Linked DNA regions of Mus musculus: region 1 is linked to region 2. A link is a contact called in public HiChIP or PLAC-seq data. All regions are on one chromosome and are shown on one strand. The core of a region is the stretch at or near the end of the contact, and the rest is flanking DNA. Distances in the headings are between cores, read along the strand shown.

Evidence for each region. HiChIP or PLAC-seq counts read pairs in DNA pulled down with a chosen protein or histone mark.
Region 1: a contact with region 2 is called in an HNF4G HiChIP or PLAC-seq map of pancreatic cancer cells. The contact joins two enhancer-like sites.

Annotation. Positions count from the first base shown.
Region 1 is chr7:90,303,734-90,309,914 of GRCm38.p6, forward strand. All of the region lies in intron 1 of Sytl2 (synaptotagmin-like 2), which reads left to right. Among named protein-coding and RNA genes, the nearest start is that of Sytl2, 4.4 kb to the left of the region's middle. Within about 2 kb of position 4,483, at least 52 of the 459 cell types and tissues checked have an H3K27ac peak or open chromatin away from gene starts, as enhancers often do. A contact at or near this core is called in pancreatic cancer cells, where this site is marked.
Region 2 is chr7:89,497,475-89,503,619 of GRCm38.p6, forward strand. No RefSeq gene overlaps it. Among named protein-coding and RNA genes, the nearest start is that of Prss23, 17 kb to the right of the region's middle. Within about 2 kb of position 2,682, at least 52 of the 459 cell types and tissues checked have an H3K27ac peak or open chromatin away from gene starts, as enhancers often do. A contact at or near this core is called in pancreatic cancer cells, where this site is marked.

The DNA of each region.
Region 1 (6,181 bases), core at 3,233-5,732, 810 kb after region 2:
TCACAAAGCCTCACAAGGTTGGTACACTATACTTCTTTTTATAATTGAGATGCCGAGGCTCAGAAAGATTGGTCCTCCTATTCTAACACACGTAGTTTCTAATTCTAAAACCTTTCTATTTTGTGCTCTTTGGTAAAGACAAGCCAGGGCAGGTAAAAAGCAAGCAAGCAAGCAAGCAACAAGCAAGCAAGCAAGCAAGCAGGCAGGCAGGCAAGCAAGCAAGCAAGCAAGCAAGCAAGCAAGCAAGCAAGCAAGCAAGCAAGCATATTGAGCTCCCACTAAGTGCCAGGCACTGTTAAAGCATCTCAGAGGTTCTATCGGCATGTATGGTCAGGAATGTCCATCATTCTGGGGAAACCAGTGACTGACATTGCCTCTCTCTCAGCAGCTCTGCTCCAGAAAGCCTGCCTGATCCACTCAGCTGTTACTGCTTGGGTGGGGCAGGAGTTCTGTTTGCTTTATGCTAGAAATGGTTTGGGGTCTAATGAAAGATTGATTGTCTGAATCTGATCCGTTAGACCTGACCGTTGGCTTGTGAATGATCGCTCTGTCCCTCCAGAGGTTCGTTCCAGGCTTTACTCAATAAACATTTGTGGAATGAATGAATGAATTAGCACCTTGTGCACAGTGGTCTGCTGCCCGATGGACAGTGAAGCAGTGGGGGGTGGGGGTAGCCTGGGCCCCTAAACTCCAAGCCAGCAGTAGCTACCCTGAGCCAATTTCTTTTCCCATCTGTAAATTGGAGATGATGATGATAGTCAGATTTTTGTCACTCTGACAAAACACCTAGGACGATCAGCCAGTGACAAGGGTTTGTTTGGCTTGTGGTTTCAGCCCACGTTCAGTGCCCTCTGTTGCTTCTAGGCCTGTGGCAAGGCAGCTCATGATAGTGGAGTGTGTGGCAGAGGAGAAGGCTTTGGAACCTCAGTTTCTTCTGCATGAGAATGCCTTCAAGGTATTAAGTTCCAACTACCATAGTCTATTTCCTTTTTAAAATAAAGGTTAAAAGAAGATTTCTTACTCTACTTTTTAAAAGATTAATTTATTTAACATTTATTTAATTTATTTAATGAGTATACTGTAGCTGTCTTCAGACACACCAGAAGAGGGCATCAGATCCCAGTACAGACCATATGGTTGCTGGGCATCGCACTCAGGACCGCTGGAAAACCAGTCAGTGCTCTTAACCACTGAGCTATCTCTCCAGCCCCCTCTTACTTTTAAGTTATTTTATGGGTGGGTATTTTGCTAACCTGTATATCTGTACACTGCATGCGTGAAGTGGTCATAGGCGCCAGGAGAGGGGTCGGACCAACTGGAACTGAAATTACAGAATGTTGAGAGCCACCATGTGGGTACTGGGAGCCAAACCAGAGTCTGCTGGAAGAGGAGCACACTTAATGCTCTCTCTCTCTTTCTCTCTCTCTCTCTCTCTCTCTCTCTCTCTCTCTCTCTCTCTCTCTCTCTGTCCCTTCTCTCCCTCTCTCTCCCCTCTTGTAATTAATTTAATGTATGTGAGTGTTTTGCATGTACCACATGGGTACCTGGTGCCCTTGGAATTCAGAAGATGGCGTCACATCTCCTGGAATTGGAGTTGCAGATGGTTGTGTACTGACATAGAGGTTCTGGGACTCTAATCTGGGTCCTGTGGAAGAGCAGTCCTCTCCTCTCCTAAGCCCCTCTGACCACTTGTATTGACAGAGCTGTATTTGTAGTCCCTTTATCCTTCTTCCTAAAAGTTCCAATATACCCCAGTGGTATCACCAAGCACTTGGTACCATCTTCAGGGGAGATCTCGACTATATTACTGCTTCCCTCGTCAGTCAGTCATGAGAACCGAGTGTTACACGTTAGTTATTATCTATTACTTGAGTTGTATACAAGTGTGCATGGTATTGACATGTTTAAATATAGAAAGTTCAAAAGCTTTGCCAAACTTAAAGATGTGGTAGGATCCAACTTTTGACTCAATAGGACTTAGTTATAATATAAATATTTTATGCAAGTTGAGCCCAAATTCTATTTTCTCTTCTTTTCTCTCTTCTCTTCTCTTCTCTTCTCTTCTCTTCTCTTCTCTTCTCCTTTCTTCCCCTCCCCTCCCCTCCTATCCTTTTCTCCTATCCTTCCTTCCCTCCCTCCCTTCCTTCCCTCCCCTCCCTCCCTCCCTCCCTCCCTTCCTTTCCTCCCTTCCTCCCTCCCTCCCTCCCTCTCTCCTCCCTCCCTCCCTCCCTCCCTCCCTTCCTTCCTTCCTTCCTTCCTTCCTCTTTTCCTTCCTTCTTTCCTTCCTTCCTCTTTTCCTTCTTTCCTTCTTGTTTTAAAATTAAGGATCCAAGACTGTTTGGTGGCTAATAGTTCTTAATCTTAAAGTCCTGATCAGAAGAAGTGAGTAGTCCCTTTGTTCTACAGTGTGAAGGCAGACTTGCCCTTCAAGGGAGCTATGTATTTATACAGGAAATTCTGAGAGCTGTCTAAGCCAGACAGAGGCATGCTAGGCAGAAACAGTCAGAGCAGTCTGAAGGGCAGGGGCACATTGCTGAAGACTGGGAGCCATGACCCATGACCTCAAGGGGCTTTCTTGGGCATTCATCGTGTTCTTTGGTAGACTGGTGAGACAGACAAATGGGACCTGCTGTGGGAAGCCGGTGGCTTGGCTATTATCTCTGTACTCACAAAAGACAAATTGTACAAACTGGGCTTTCCCCTTTCTGAACCCGGGCTTCTTTACTTAAACAGTTGGGGAATTGGATTGGATGAGATTTCTTGCAATCTTAAAGATCTGATTCTGGGTTATTTTCTTTTCTTTTTTTTTTTTTTTTCTTTTGTTCTTGATGTGTTTCACATAATTCTTGTTTGATTGATGACATGTTTCATTAAAGAGACAGAGCGTAATGCCTCCAAATTTTTTTTTTCCATTTTTTATTAGGTATTTAACTCATTTACATTTCCAATGCTATACCAAAAGTCCCCCATATCCACCCACCCCCACTCCCCTGCCCACCCACTCCCCCTTTTTGGCCCTGGTATTCCCCTGTACTGGGGCATATAAAGTTTGCAAGTCCAATGGGTCTGGGTTATTTTCTGCCCATGTCCCAAATGACTCTGGTAGTGGGAAAATGGTCCTACTCTCTGTTGCTTTGAGCTTTTGGTGACACCTTTGTGACAGTCCTCACTTGGCTGTCCTTTACACGTTGTTTAGAGGGCAGTTGTTTTTAGTCATTTAATTGTTAGCTATTAGTCTAGAACCTCCTAGGATGTTGGGAGGAGAGACCCACTTGGGGGATAAATTTTGGATTGGTAGGTATATAGAAATATAATAAAAGCAGAGTCTTTTTAAAAATCACAATAAAGTCATGTGGCTCACTAAGTATTTGCTGCTAAGTTACTAAGTACAGTGTTTTTCCGCAGTGCCCCCTGGGCACTTGGCCATGTGGTAGAACTCTTGCAGAATGTGGGAGGCACATGACCATACTTGACTAGCCCAGCACTGGACAGAGTGGAAAGAGGTTACAGAAGACAGGAGACAGAACACAGCTATGGTCAGGACAGGGATGGGAAGAAAAGGCCAATGTGGGACAGTCTGAGGCTCTGGGGGCTCAGGCTGTGCTCCTCAATGCTGCACCCTGAGACTGGCACTCCATAGAAGCTCAGTGAAGGATTTTAAATTAAACCGTAGGTGAACAAATGAAACAATGGATGAATCCCTCTGCTGAAACATGGTGCTGTGATTGAGAGGGAACCTGGCTAAAATGAAAGCATCTCCTACCCCATAATGTGTCACATGTATGTGAATGTGCATGCATGTGGAGGCCTGACATTGATGTCAGGAAACATGCTCAGTCACTCTTTCACTGTACTGAATGATGCATGTTCTCTAAGTCAGATCCAGGGCTTGCAGACATGACTAATCTCCCTAGCCAGCTTGTTAACGAGAGTCCCCTTTCTCTTGCTTCTGAGGCTGGTGCCCACCCAGCATTTATGTGGGTTCTGAGCATCTTAACTCTGGTCCTCGTACTTGCAGGACAAACATGTAACCTCTGAGCATCTCCCCAGCCCCATGCAGCACACTTTATCCATTCTTGGTAGCTGCCGATAAACATTAAATTTGGCCTCATATTCCTGAATCTTCTTTCTATAAGATCTCCAAGAATTAGTGGTGCAAATGGGTATGGATCTCAGAGGTGTCGTGCTTGCTTAACATACACAAGGGCCTGAAGTAGATCCCAGGCATGTATAGAGAAGCACAAGAAAATGGGCCCCCATGAACGCACAGAAAGACCTTGTAAGCAATTCCACACACGTCTGAGCTAGAGGAGGAAGAAAGGCATCACTCGGGTCCTGGGTGAACAGGCGCTTCTTTCTGTCCTCATGGGAGCATTGTTTTACTGTAACATTTTCACAGAACTGAACTGACACCATCAGCTCCAATCAGACAGATGTGTTTTATGCTGCCATTACTCATGGCCACAGGCGCCTGGGCCTTCCTGCCACTGGCTGAGTCACTTGGTTAAAACACAGGGCTGTGAGGCTGAGGGCACGAGCTGGAGACCAGACCAGAAGAAGCTATTCAGTAAGATCTGTGCTCTGGTCTCCCTGCCAGTGATCTGCATGGGACGAAGGTAGCTGTGGCAAGTTGGATTCTTTACAGCAGATTCATTACCACTGTTGGTTTTAAACTAGTCATTTGAATTTTAGAAGTGCAGTTTGAAGCTTTCCAAATGTCTGCTAAGGTTGGTTCCGTTTTGTCGTTGTGGGCCTGTTTAGGGAACTCATCTTGCTGTCCCCAAATCCTAACTTGTTACCATATCCTATAATCTTCATATGCTGCTAAGAGTCGTCATTTAAAGACTTGCTGCTTCATAACTATCTGGTGCCATTTCTGATTTAACTAGTTTCTGTCTGATGCAGTCACAGCAACTCATGAGCCGTTAAAGTCACAGACACTCATCAGCGAATGCTGTAAGTCTGTGCATCTATGTTTTCGAGGCATCATCACTGGTTATATAGGATCCATCCTCAGTTACTCTGAATGCATTTTCCCTGAGCTGGGCTGTGTTTGGGTGCTAATGGCCCATAATACATTATCTCTGATGGCTTCAGAATGCTCTTTTCAACCCCACTATGAAAGAAGATGATGATAGTGGTATCTAAGCTTTCTTTAGCACTTATTTTGCATCAGATATTATTCCAAACATGGCCCTACATATATTTGTTAACTATTAAAATAGTTTGTTACTGATAGTATTTTTTTGTTTCACTCACTGGAAATGGAGGCACAGATAAGTTGTCCAAGTTTACATAGCTAACAAGAGAAGGAATAGAGATTTCACCTCATGCATCTGGCCTCAGAGGCCATGGTTTGGATCATGGTTTGGAAGATAATTCAAAGTACTTGGTACCTGCCTGTGTCTGAATGGCATCCTGTCTTCTTGCTAGTGAAGGCAGGAGGTTACAAACTGAGTTCTAGGTGCAGATCTCATAGGATGCATAGCTTGTACAGTGTTGAGACTACACAAAAGAATATTTGAAAATAGGTGTGTTGCAAACACTTGGGAGATTTTTCTATAGAGAGACAATAATAATGAGGATTAAGTAGTCCGGGGAGTATCTAAGGGACAATAAAGGACAATAAACCACAAAGCGACTAGGCAGCAGCTTGGCAGCCTGCTTAAGGATCAATACTGGGCCTAGGGAGATGTCTTAGCAGAGGGGAAGAACTGATCTTGATAGTTGTCCACTATCAAGATCATGCATGCACCCCCCATCTCAAATTAAACAGATACATTTTTAAAAGGATCAATTCTGCTCTAGAAAAAGGCGATTGATGTGCAATGCTTAGAGTGTTAAGAACTAGTACTGTTTATATTATGTAAATTGTATCACCTATGGTCTTTAGGCGAAAAAACATTGTTTCTTTCTCCCCCATTCATTTTGGTGCTGCTATGAATAATAACCAGAACACGGTGATAAGCAGAATATCCATTTAAGATTTACTTTTTGTTTTTTATGCGTATGAATGTTTTGTCTGCATGTATGCATGTCTGCTACCTGTGCGTGCGTCTGGTACCTGTGGGGGTCAGATGATGTTCTCAAATCCTCTGGAACTGAAGTGACAAATGGTTGTAAGCCACCAAGTGGGTGCTTGGATAAAACCTGGGTCCTCTGCAAGAGCACAGGAATGCTT
Region 2 (6,145 bases), core at 1,432-3,931:
AAGGAGCTCAGAGAGCTAGCAGGTGCCCTTTCTACTACTACTCACCAGGTCTTGTGCATCTAAGAATTCCAAAGGACAAGTGGATTTCACCACAATTTCAGATCCTTAGGCTACATAGCACATTCTCTTCAATCCCCTCTTCTCCTGGGTGTTCTGGCTTTCCTTTGAAATCTTTAACCTCTCTTATCCAAGCCTCCTGTTCTCAATGCTTGATGGGAAGTAATGAGGATTTGCTTGGCTCCTTTGAAAGGAGTGGGTTTTGAAGCACGAGGTAGTTGTTAGTAGCAGTAGGATTTTGCTTTGCAGCCTGTTTATGAACACATGTCTTTTCCACTTCCGTGAACTCTGCTTGGGCAAACCATGGTCTCATTTATCCTCGTATTTCTAATCAGCCATTGGAACACAGAGTTTCTGGGACTGGAAGCTTTAAAATGGGATAGAAATTGCTATGATCGCTCCTCTTTACCTTTACAGATTAGGGCATAGGTCCTGGGCAAGAGAGGCACACATAGCTCACCTGTCTCAGTCCAGTTTCCATTTTCCCCACTGTGTGTGGGTCAGAGGTGCCTGGAATAATGGAAGCACACTGACAGCACATTCAAGTCCTATCTTTACTACTAAATAGGCTGTATAGCACTATTAATTAATTTCTGTTAATTTCTCAGCTCCTCAGTCTGCTCATCTATAAGACAGAATTAAGGATGTTTATTTTTTCCATATTTTTTATGATTGGAAATATTAAAGTAAGAAAAATAAGAGCTAAATGAATCATATGTATACTATTACCCACACCACCTCATGTTTGTGACTGGTTGCTTAGATGCAGACTCCTAGTTTTTAGAAGCCTGACAGGATCTCCCCTACCCTGGCCCCTGCCTGAGCCTGGGCAGATCCAGAGTCAGGCACTTAATTGCTAGAGGCAGAAGACGTCAGCAATCTGTGGCTCTTGGTCGTTGTGATCGAGAACAGATCTTATAGCTATGCTCTCGCGATCCCTTGTTAACAAGACATCCAGCCATGGCAATGACCCAGTTTCCATCACATCCCCAGTGTGTTGAAACTGAGTAGCAGAAGGAACCATGGATTCCACCTATTCCCTCCTTGATAACATTGCAGAAATTCTCTGTACTAAGTTCCAAATATCTTACAAACTGTTTCCACCGAGAGGAACCATGCAGGCCATGCCCCTTCGTTCCCTATAGCCGCTGGTCACTCTGTTTGTGGCCAGTGCTGATTGTAACTGAGTCTTTCTTTCATTGAAGACAAACAGGTGTCCCTTAGGGTCCGTGCATTGATCCTGGCTCTCCTTTCCACAGTCATGTAGAACACAAGATCCCTTATCTTACTGGACTGTGCACATCTCTAAAGATGAGGTCATTTTTCATATGTTATCTCATTGGAAGTGGTTATGTGACGTTCACAAGGGCATGCACCATTTCAGTTTTACCTAAATGAGTGCCTTGCACACAGCACGTTCTATAAATACAAAGAAGTAAGTATCCTCCTACCATGTACTGTTACCCCACTGATTGCTTTATACTCACTCTACTCTTAAATGTTGAGTGTATGTGCTTACCAGCGTGTATGTATATGCGCCATGTCCATATAGATGCCCACAGAGGACAGGAAGAGGGTGTTGAATCCCAAGGAATTGGAGTGACCGGTGATTGTGAGCCATTGAGAACTGGCCAATGTGAGTATTAGGAGTTGGACCAATGTCCTTGTCAAGAGCAGCAGGTGTCCCTAATCATCTCTCCATCCCCAGTACTCCAACCTTGCTGGGAGAAGTCTCTAATCCAATTCTGCAGACCCTGTGTTGCTGGAGAGGAAATAGCATCAGCTTGTGTGATCGACTGTCCTCTTACAATTTAGATTTTAACAAAAGTAAGATTTTTCTTGAAAAATCTTTTAATAAAACCATTTTAAATTCTGAGAACTTCTTGGTACTCTTTAATGAGCCAATAAGGCTTTAAATTAGTAATGTTTGCTGCACTGAGCTTCCTGGTACAGATGTCTGGGATCTAACATCCAGCAGAGAGTCAGGCATTGACACTCACAGATCAGGCCTCTCCTTCATTTTCTACAGGATCTCAAAGGCTTTCCAAGGCATTTGGATGAAGCTCAAATGGTTGGGCGTGAACAAGTCACAGTTCCAACTATCCAGATGGAGCCAAGAAGTCTGGGACCAACTGCGGGGGAGCCCCCAGAGTGCTAACTTGTTTATTATGGATGAGAGTATGGGACTCGCGCCCAGCTGCATTCAGCATATATAATTGGCATTTTCAAAGTGCAACACAGCCTTTAAGTCATCCATGCACCCCTAGATTACCTGGCATCACGCCAATGTTGACAGAGAAAGTGAACGCCAGGCAAGTGGAAAACAGCGCTGAAGCAAAGCCACAATGGAAACTTCTAGGAAGGATTTCACCGCGGTCAGTAGAATGCATCGATCGTCACAAAGTGCCTGGACTACTTTGCACATTGCTTACCTTCAAGGGAAAAGGGAGAGGCTGTGTTTGGATGTCCCCTTTGTAAATGGGAGAAGATGTGGAAAAGACAAAGTTAAATCAAATACTTAGTAGAGCCACCAGAAAGTCCCTTTTGGGTTCGGAGAATTGGAGGAGAGCAGCATAGTTATAAGTCAAGGAAACCACTAGGGGGCAACCCAAGAATGGGGGAAAAGCAGCGGCGGCCGAGAAAAGTTGCTTTCTATACTATTCGAGGAAAGCTGAGATCACGCAGTAAGCAGAACAAGGTGATATTTCAACATGTTGATTTTTACCCAAGGTTACTCTTGACTTGGGAATTCCTCCTAACTGGTCAGAAACACTAAGCAACAACTCTCTAAACAGAATTGTGCTATCAGGAGAAACTGCAGCGCTAGAGTAGTGCACCTGACGGTTTTAAATTCCTTCTCCAGGGCAGTGGGAAACTTTGAAATGCTCGCAAATGGGAAGGACATTTAATTAATGGTAGATATAAAGTGACAGAGAGTAAAGAAAATCTGAGCACGCTTAGCGAGTGTTTATTACCCAACGCTGGCTGTTTGGTAAACAATAAACTGAAAGGAATTACACGTGTTAATGCCCAGGTTTATAGATTCAAGTGTGATCACAATGTTTTAGCCTTTTCCACAACTCTCATGAAAAATTAGATTTTTCGATTTAAATTCCCCTTTCTCCCAGTAAGTCTTGATGGCATTTTTCTATATTTAAGAACTCCAAAAGAACAGAGCAGGGGCGTTAGAGACTTTATGGAACAGAAGAACAGTCACAATTGAGGTGATCAGTACAGAATGATTCTTCCTGGTACTCTGCTGTAGCTGGCCGACAAACATCTTTGCTACAGTGGGAAAGCAAGATGAGATATTTTGTGGAGTTTCCTATCTTTGCGTTGGACTGCCCTGGCAATTATCTGGGAGTAGTAAAGCATGCCATTTTAAAAGGAAAATGTTCTGTGTCCCAGAATGGCTTATCCACAGAGGACATTAGTCACGCTTGGGTCACACTGCTTTGCCAAACATGGCATTTTTTCCCATCGGGGAACTGGATATAGAACTGGTATTAATAAATCCAAGAAAGGAAATGCAGCGGTGAGGCTGGACACTAACTGGGAGATTTATTAAAGTGTATGGGAGATTCTCAGCTAGTTTAACTCACAGAGTGGTAATTACATGTCATTGATGCCAAGATAGTTCTGTAGAGAGGGTGATCCCTGAGCCCTGGGAAATAGGGACAGTGTCTTTACTATAGTGACACGCAAGCATCTTGAACACACAGATGTGCAACGTTCTCTCTGCAATTCTGGGATGAGTGTGGGGGTGGGACTGGTACCCATTGTAGATTGTTTGCTGGGTAAGTAATTATGCCTGGAGAGATGGGAAAGGGCAAGCTAAGAGGAGGGGAGCTTGACCAATGACCAAAGATAAAAAACACAGGTATGTTCAGTAGGGCTTAGCTGAAAGTCAGACCGTATGAGCCTGGAGAGCAATGGAGAAGAAACTTGATCAATATATTGGATATCATACATATATATCATATATATATGTGTGTGTGTGTGTGTGTATGTGTGTGTATATATATATATATATATACATATATATACATATGCATATATATGTATGTATATATATATATGTATATATATATGATTCAAAGGTTAGAAAATGAAATTTGGGGTTCTAGTGACCGAGTTCTAGTCAAGGGGAAACAAAATGGGATCAAGTCTCTGCTTCAGACATGTCTGAGGCAGCCAAGACAAGCTGGGAGGCTCATACTCTAGTCTAGAGGTTGCTGTCATCATCTTAAAAAGGAGCGAATGGAATGAGACTAGTGGTAAGGAGCTGCAGAGGGGACAGACAGCGCAGACCACTGAGCAACCAATCACCGGATCACATGTGAGATGTGCTGAGGAAGCAGACACTGGACTACTGTTCAAGTCATGACAAAGATCTGTTTTCTCAGTGAGCGATTCCTATGCTGGGCCACAGGACACCAGTGGACGATAGAACAGAATTCTGCTCTTTCTCTTACAAGGCTCCTACACTCGCAGGGAAGACAGATATAAATGACAGTGATGGTGTAATACCTGCTAAGACAAGACAGGACAGGATATAATGTATAAATAAGATTGGGTGGGTAGGGTATGGAGGGAGAGGATAAGAAAGGGTAGGCTAGGGTAATGAAGTGAGATAGGATGGGTCCAAGACGCTGCAAGAGTCTTATTCTGGCTTCAAGTAATCCCAACCATAGCATTATAGATTATCTAAACCTAATAAGACAATTTACTCAATGATTGCCTTGGAATACACTTATTAGGACATAACATGGGCACTGTCCTCTTGAAATTGTACTCCAGCAGCAGAGATCATCAGCAATGTAGTACACAAGTGGGATGTAGAGAAAACTGGTAGAGAAAGCAGTGAGAATTGTCCAGGAGGGAGACAACGGGGAGGATATATGTGTGTTCCTATAGAGACATGCTAGTGCTGGCACCGCCTCACTGTGCCTCCCATACCGAGGAGCCCAAGCCAGCCATTCGCTTCCCTCATTCTCCACAACGCCAAACACTTCAATCCTGTTTCATTGAATTGGGACAATTGTTTCTCAAAACTGTCATGCTTCTTTATGAAAAAGCACATTTGAGGTCTTTTTAGAAGTCTAAGGACAAGGGAAGTGACAAATCAAAACCAAGAGAGCATTTAACACTTACACTCTTGATACACAGAGAGAGAAAGTAGTCTGTGGAGCCAACTTACACTCTTGCATCAAGCTTGGCAGGGCACATGGCAGTGTCTTAGTTCCATTTCTATTGCTGATTACAAAAATAAGCACTGACAAAAAGCAGCTTCTGGGAGGGGGAAAGGTTTATTCAGCTTACAACCCCAGGTTTCAGTCCACCATAGCACGGGAGGTACAGGGACTCTAAGAGCTGAGAAGAACAGGCATGGTTGCTTGGATCTGCGCTCTACAATCCAGGACTCACTGTGTAGGGAATGGTGTAGCCATAGATGACTGGATTTTTTATTTTCCACATCAATTAACACTTAGGACAATCTCATTCAAATATGCCGTCAGGTCAACATAATCTTCCCAGCTGATTCTTGTTTGGTGTCCATGTATGAACCCGCCATTTTTTATGGCTCACTAAAACCTGTGCTTCCCTGGGTGAGTTTGGCCCTGGGACTTTGTGTTTGTTGTGGGCAAAACTGTCCTGAGCCCCCATAAGAAGATCTGGCAAATCAACCATTTATTTGTAGGTGATGACTGAGTACCTGCGGCCAACAGGGTTAGCTCTTTAATAAGGAGTATGGAGAGTCGCAAAAGGAGACTCTGTTAATCTCTGGTCCCTGGAGGACAACACAACCTCCCTTCCTTTCCCTTTAGTGCACTGCCATCCATTCATACCTTGGTCCTGGGTAGATCCTCTCAGCAGCCCTGCTGGAAGCTCTTTGTTCATGTCTCACAGCAAGTACAATGAGTTATAACTCCGTGTCTTAACTCTTCTTTCCTACATGAGCTGGTCAGGTTGTTCTCTCCCAACAGCCATCTTTTTTGTTTCATCTGCTCTGGCTACAATGACCTCTGGCTGTTTCTTTAATAGTACAACTCTGATCCTGACAGGTGGGTTTTCACTCCAATTCACT